Linked DNA regions of Columba livia: region 1 is linked to region 2. Evidence: chromatin contacts called from public Hi-C data. All regions are on one chromosome and are shown on one strand. Each heading gives the region's core, a stretch centred on a gene start, on an enhancer-like site or on the middle of the called end of the contact. The rest is flanking DNA. Distances are from core to core; before and after follow the strand shown. Region 1 holds the start of LOC102083730 (protocadherin beta-16-like). Region 2 holds the start of LOC135575447 (protocadherin alpha-2-like).

Region 1 (2,748 bases), core at 26-2,525, 220 kb after region 2:
TCCGTTCTGGCAGCTGGCTGGGAACCACAGGGACTGAGGGAAGCGTCTGTGCTTTTGATATGCAGGCAACTCCTCCTCCCAAGCCATGTCTTCCTCAGGGCTTGCTGTGGATGGATGGGCAGTGACTCCAAGGGTGGGGAAGAAACCTTTATCCAGGGAGGGGGGAACAAAACCCGGCGTGGACACTCTGAGTTTTCACTCGGTGGATCCGAATTCCCAGCTGGAAGACCAAGAAGTGGATTTTGGAAACGGAAATTGCTCAGGCTACAGAAATCTGGGCAGAATCTTGTTTTTTGAAACTCGGGGACACACCAGAAACTGAGCAGAGTATGTTGCTGTAGCTCTTTTCTAGCATTAAGATGTCAATCTCAATGAAGAGAACCGGTTTTCAGTCATTTTAATCTACCTTCTTAGGATAAAGACATCATCACTAAATAAAAAACGAGGAAGCCTCCAAAATCACTGTGTGCTCAAGGAAATAAGTGAATTCCCTGACACATTTATGCAAATTACATTCTTATTACGGCTATAGTTCCTTAGTCTGTCTTAAAACATAGTGTGCCTTCATCTGGCAGTATGTATCTTATTTTTTCTGTTCATATACGTCCATTTTAGTGGTGTGATCCGACAGAAAACACCAGCATTAGCTATCCAGTGGTACACGGTAAGTGACTTTCTTTATTTTCATTTCTCTAAAATCCGGAAGGGTAGGAGTTTCACTCTAAGAGCAGCGTCTTCTGATGTGCGAAGCTACTATGACAGCCAAGCGCTCCGTTAAGGATCACTGTTCCTCTTACACCTTTTCACATCTGAAGCTGAAGGATACCACTTCCCTTCTGAAATAAAGGAAGCAACAATTACCGAGTTACTGCAGTCAAGGTGGGAAGTGACTTTGGAAGCTCTTCTCAGCTTGTGGCTGTTCCCTGCTGAGCAGTGGTGTTAAAGATTAGGTTATGGAGAAGCAAATCCTCCTTCCTCTCTCGGAGATGGCAAGAGCTGAGCAGGAGCACTGGGAGGAGAACATAACAAATGCCATCCAGGTGTCACTAATTTCTGCATGGCACAAATGAGGAGAGAAGCCACGTTCTCAACACATCTACTGCTGTACTTGGCCTATGGTTGGCTTTACACCAAGCTTCTGTGTTGGCAATAATGACAACAACTCGAAAGAGGGACACGTCCCTGGAAGTGAAAAAAGGAAGAAAGAGCTGACTTGGCCTTTGATGTAAGTTGGCCTTTTTGATTCTATCACACTTCCAAGTCAAAGGGTCGTAAGAAGATATTACCATAAATGGCTGCATCTGTGCAAAGTCCTCTAGTAGGTAAAATTCTGGGGAATCCTAAAGTCAACCCTATTTATTACATTCTCCTACTGATACGGTCAGAAAGTTCTTTATTTTAAAACAAACGCAGGCATCAGCGAATTTCTAGTACTTCACCTGGTTAGTATTGTTCCACAGTGTCAGCTCTTTTAGCAAACAAAAATAAGGGGGAAACATCCAGGAAATTAAAGGAAAGGTGTCAAAACATGGAGGTTAGGATACTTTCTGTATTAAAAAATAGTGTGGTTTCTTTTATAGTAAAAGCTGAATTACAATTGCTTGAACCAACAGTAAGTAGTGGAAGCGTATTTTGACTTGCCCCTTTTACCGAGTTTGCTCCTGCCTCTAATCATCCCTTAATAAGATTTGCATATTCCTAGAACCCCCTTCAAACATCTCGTTATCAGTTTGCTCTTTTTGCGTCTTTTTGTGAATCAATTATGTTTTCCTCCCCTTATCGTTTACAAAGCTTCTGGTTGAAACTCTTGGACTTTACACTTGAATCGTTCCTTTAATCACCCGTCGATCGGTGTCGTTAGATCCCTGGTCTTTGAAATCGTCTCCATTATCTCCTGCTCATTAACATCCGTGTATCTGGGGGTTTAACTTACGAGGTGTCCTGTTTGTTTCCTTGTCTTTTGTATTTAACAGCTATTGGCCGTATATCCATACACAGGTAGTGGAGTTCGGTTTTGACCTCTAAGCACAGGGACCTTTAAAGTGTTTCTGAACCCGTGTGGTAACATCAGAGGAGAAAGGACCTCCAAAACCTCAATACAGGTTGCAGCATTTCGATGTTCGTGTACATGTTTTGCGAACGTTTATACCTTATAATGGGTGCAAGGGTCAGCAGGCGGCAGGGGAAGATACTCGTGTCAGTTAAGGAGAAAAACTCTTTTCATACAGACAAGCATTCAAGTTGTTTGTCCTTTGAGGGAGGTGTGATACATAATGTGAAGAAAACAGCATTAGGATGATGTGTCCTAGAACAGCGTTGTGATCTAGGGTGATGGTGACCTAGATGAAGATGAAGCATTTGATTTCGGGAACTTTCCCTGGCATCAGCTCTCATACTCAATAGCGGTGCTTCTCTAACCCGTCCCGCTTGCTCACTCTCCTTAACAAGTGGGGAAGAGAAGGAAAATCCCGCCATGGATCCTGTGGAAGTGGCAGATCTTGCACTGCCTTCACAACACAGAGGAAAATCAGGAGCTGGGTATGGAGAGCTGGACAATGACACCCAGAGCAGCGCTTTGTATGCGGGGAGGGACCCTGCTTCTAGGCTAGGAGAGCATTTACACTGTACCTTTTGGCTTCGGTTAGGGATGGACAGTGCAGAGTAATGTAGCAAACTCCAAAACAGCAGCTCTGCCCCGAATAAGGCGGCAGAGGAAATATTCCCCCTTGCGACGCTGGGTGGGGATGT
Region 2 (2,700 bases), core at 112-2,611:
CGTGTGCGCTGCGCGGTGTGGCCGGCGGCGCCGTTCGGGCTGGTGTCGACGTTCGCGGGGTCGTACTCGCTGGTGCTGCGGGAGGCGCTGGACCGGGAGCGGGTGTCGGAGTACGAGGTGGAGGTGTGGGCGGAGGACGGCGGGTCGCCGTCGCTGCGCGGCCGTCGCGGGGTGCGGGTGCCGGTGTCGGACGTGAACGACAACGCGCCGGCGTTCGCGCAGGCCGTGTACACGGTGCTGGCGCGGGAGAACAACGCGGCGGGCGCGGAGCTGGCGCGTCTGTGGGCGCGGGACCCGGATGAGGCGGACAACGGGCGCGTGCGGTACTCGGTGTGGGAGGGCGGCGTGGGCGGTGTCGCGTCGGCGGGCGGGGGGTGGCGTCCGGCGTCGAGCTACGTGTCGGTGGACGCGGAGAGCGGGCGTCTGTGGGCGCTGCAGCCGTTGGACTACGAGGAGGTGCAGGTGCTGCAGTTCGAGGTGCGGGCGGTGGACGCGGGGGAGCCGCCGCTGTGCGGCAACGCCACGGTGCAGCTGTTCGTGGTGGATGAGAATGACAACGCACCGGCGCTGCTGCCGGCTGGAAGCGGCGGGCCGGTGCCCGGGGTGTCGGGCGAGTCAGCGTCGGGACCAGACTCGGTCTCGGGGGAGCTGTGGGCGTGGGCATCGTGGGGGGCGCCGGCGGGGCAGGTGGTGGCGAAGATCCGCGCGGTGGACGCGGACTCGGGCTACAACGCGTGGCTGCGCTACGAGCTGTGGGAGCCGCGGGGGAAGGGCCCGTTCCGCGTGGGGCTGTACAGCGGCGAGGTGAGCACGGCGCGGGCGCTGGAGGAGGCGGACGGCCCGCGGCAGAGGCTGGTGATCGTGGTGCGGGACCACGGGGAGCCGGCGCGCTCGGCCACGGCCACGCTGAGCGTGTCGCTGGTGGAGGGCACCGAGGCGGCGCTGGCGGCCGCGGGCTCGTCGTCGTCATCAGGGGCGGTGCTTCGTGCGGGACTGCGTCCGGCGGAGGGTGGCGCGGCAGCGACAGGAGCGGCGGCGTCGACGAACGTGTGGCTGGTGGTGGCCATCTGCGCGGTGTCGAGCCTGTTCCTGCTGGCGGTGGTGCTGTACGGGGCGTCGCGGTGGGCGCCGCGGGCGGGCGTGCTGTCGGGGCCCGGGCCGGCGACGCTGGTGTGCGCCAGCGAAGTGGGGAGCTGGTCGTACTCGCAGCGCCAGAGCCGGAGCCTGTGCGTGGCGGACGGCGCGGGCAAGAGCGACCTGATGGTTTTCAGCCCCAACTTTCCGCCGCCGCCCGGCCCCGCGGCGAAGGAGACGCAGCCGGAGCCTCCCGCTCTCCTGGACACGGTCAGTGGCTCTCTCTCTTCAACTGTTGCCCCTTCCCCGACATCTCTTCCCCGCTCTCCCCACCTGTGTATTATCTCTCCCGGTCCCTGGGCATTGGTGGGAGTCGGGCTGAGCTCCTGGTATCCGTTGGCGCTTGGCGGTGCTTAAGAATGTGAACGGGACCTTTGCTTCATTCTTGGCGTCCTTGCCGGGACCTCTTGACTCTTGCTGTGGAGGAGAACTAAAGAAAGGTGTTGCCGCATCTAGCAGCAGTTACATTCTGCAACGTTTGGTCGTCGAAAAAGATCACTGCGGATTGCGATTAGAGGTTCCACGCTATGAGCTTTCGAGAGGCTCTTTGCTTGCTGGTGTGTAGCATCTCCACCGGAGCTGCTGACAGAGTGCAAGTCACTCAGTCTGTCGTGGTGACAGTCCTTCAGGCACTATTTACAGCTTTATCACTCTTGCTGACTACGCAGACAAGAGGGACTTTTCTTGTTTTCTGTTAGCCACTGTTGTTACAGTAGTTAGAAGCATAAAGTGCTGAGGCAGAGGAACAAAACCCAAGGTAGATATTAGGAAGTGGCATTTGCTTTTTCTTTCTTCTTCGTTTTTCCTTCCCTTTTCTCTGCACATTTTGTGAGCTTTGTGTTCCTGGCTGGACAGGTGGTGTGATGGGCTGTGGTCTTTTTTGATGCCGTTTGAATATTTGTATCAGCAACCATACTCTTACAAATCCTGGGAGTTTCTCATTTCAGCAACAAAAAACCCAATCAAATTCACCCTGCACAGTAGATATCAGTTGCTGCGTTGATGTTCTCATCAGCATTTGAGTTGTTCTCTCACATCATGAATTCAAAGCTCATTGCCATTAGAGGTGTAAAGAGAAAAAAATGTCCATTTTGGTTCTCTCAGCAGAGTCATGAAGGAAGTAGGGAAGAAGCTTTGTTCTGTGGTGTTTTTTCCAACTATGTTGTTACTCTTCTTATTAGCACAAAGTGTTCAGGTAGAAGAGTGTGGCCCATGGTAAGTGTTAGAAAAAGGGAATTTTTGTTCTGTTCACCCTATCCCCTAAGTTGTGGATTTATGTTCCTGACCAGGGAAGTAGCGTGAAGTACATTGGCCTGTTTTGGCGTTTGTTCAATATTTGTATCAATGGCCACACCATTTGAAAAGCTCAGAAAATCTTTTCTGAAAAGATAGACAAAGCAACAACAGAAAATCCAGTACTGAAGATCTACACCTCCCCAAAAATCCCAGATCAGATTGTCCTACACAGTTCGTGTAATCTATTATCATTCTGTGCTTCTCAACGTTTGGATTATTCTCTCACTGCATGAAATCAATGCCCATTGCTATTTAGAGCTATCCTGACAT

What was found. A called contact is a pair of places that touch in the nucleus more often than the background predicts.
Region 1: a contact with region 2 is called in a Hi-C map of crop, with 2.1 times the contacts expected there. The contact joins the promoter of LOC102083730 here to the promoter of LOC135575447 in region 2. A contact is called at or near these places in 2 of 2 Hi-C or Micro-C datasets (crop and liver).

The regions. Positions count from the first base shown.
Region 1 is chr14:17,685,183-17,687,930 of bColLiv1.pat.W.v2, forward strand. It overlaps LOC102083730 (protocadherin beta-16-like), which reads left to right and starts at 1,276. Exons shown (of 2, transcript XM_065030252.1): 1 at 1,276-2,748.
Region 2 is chr14:17,460,272-17,462,971 of bColLiv1.pat.W.v2, forward strand. LOC135575447 (protocadherin alpha-2-like) reads left to right here and starts at 1,362. Exons shown (of 1, transcript XM_065030248.1): 1 at 1,362-2,700. It overlaps LOC102096854 (protocadherin alpha-6-like), which reads left to right. Exons shown (of 1, transcript XM_065030074.1): 1 at 1-1,491. The coding sequence ends at 1,491.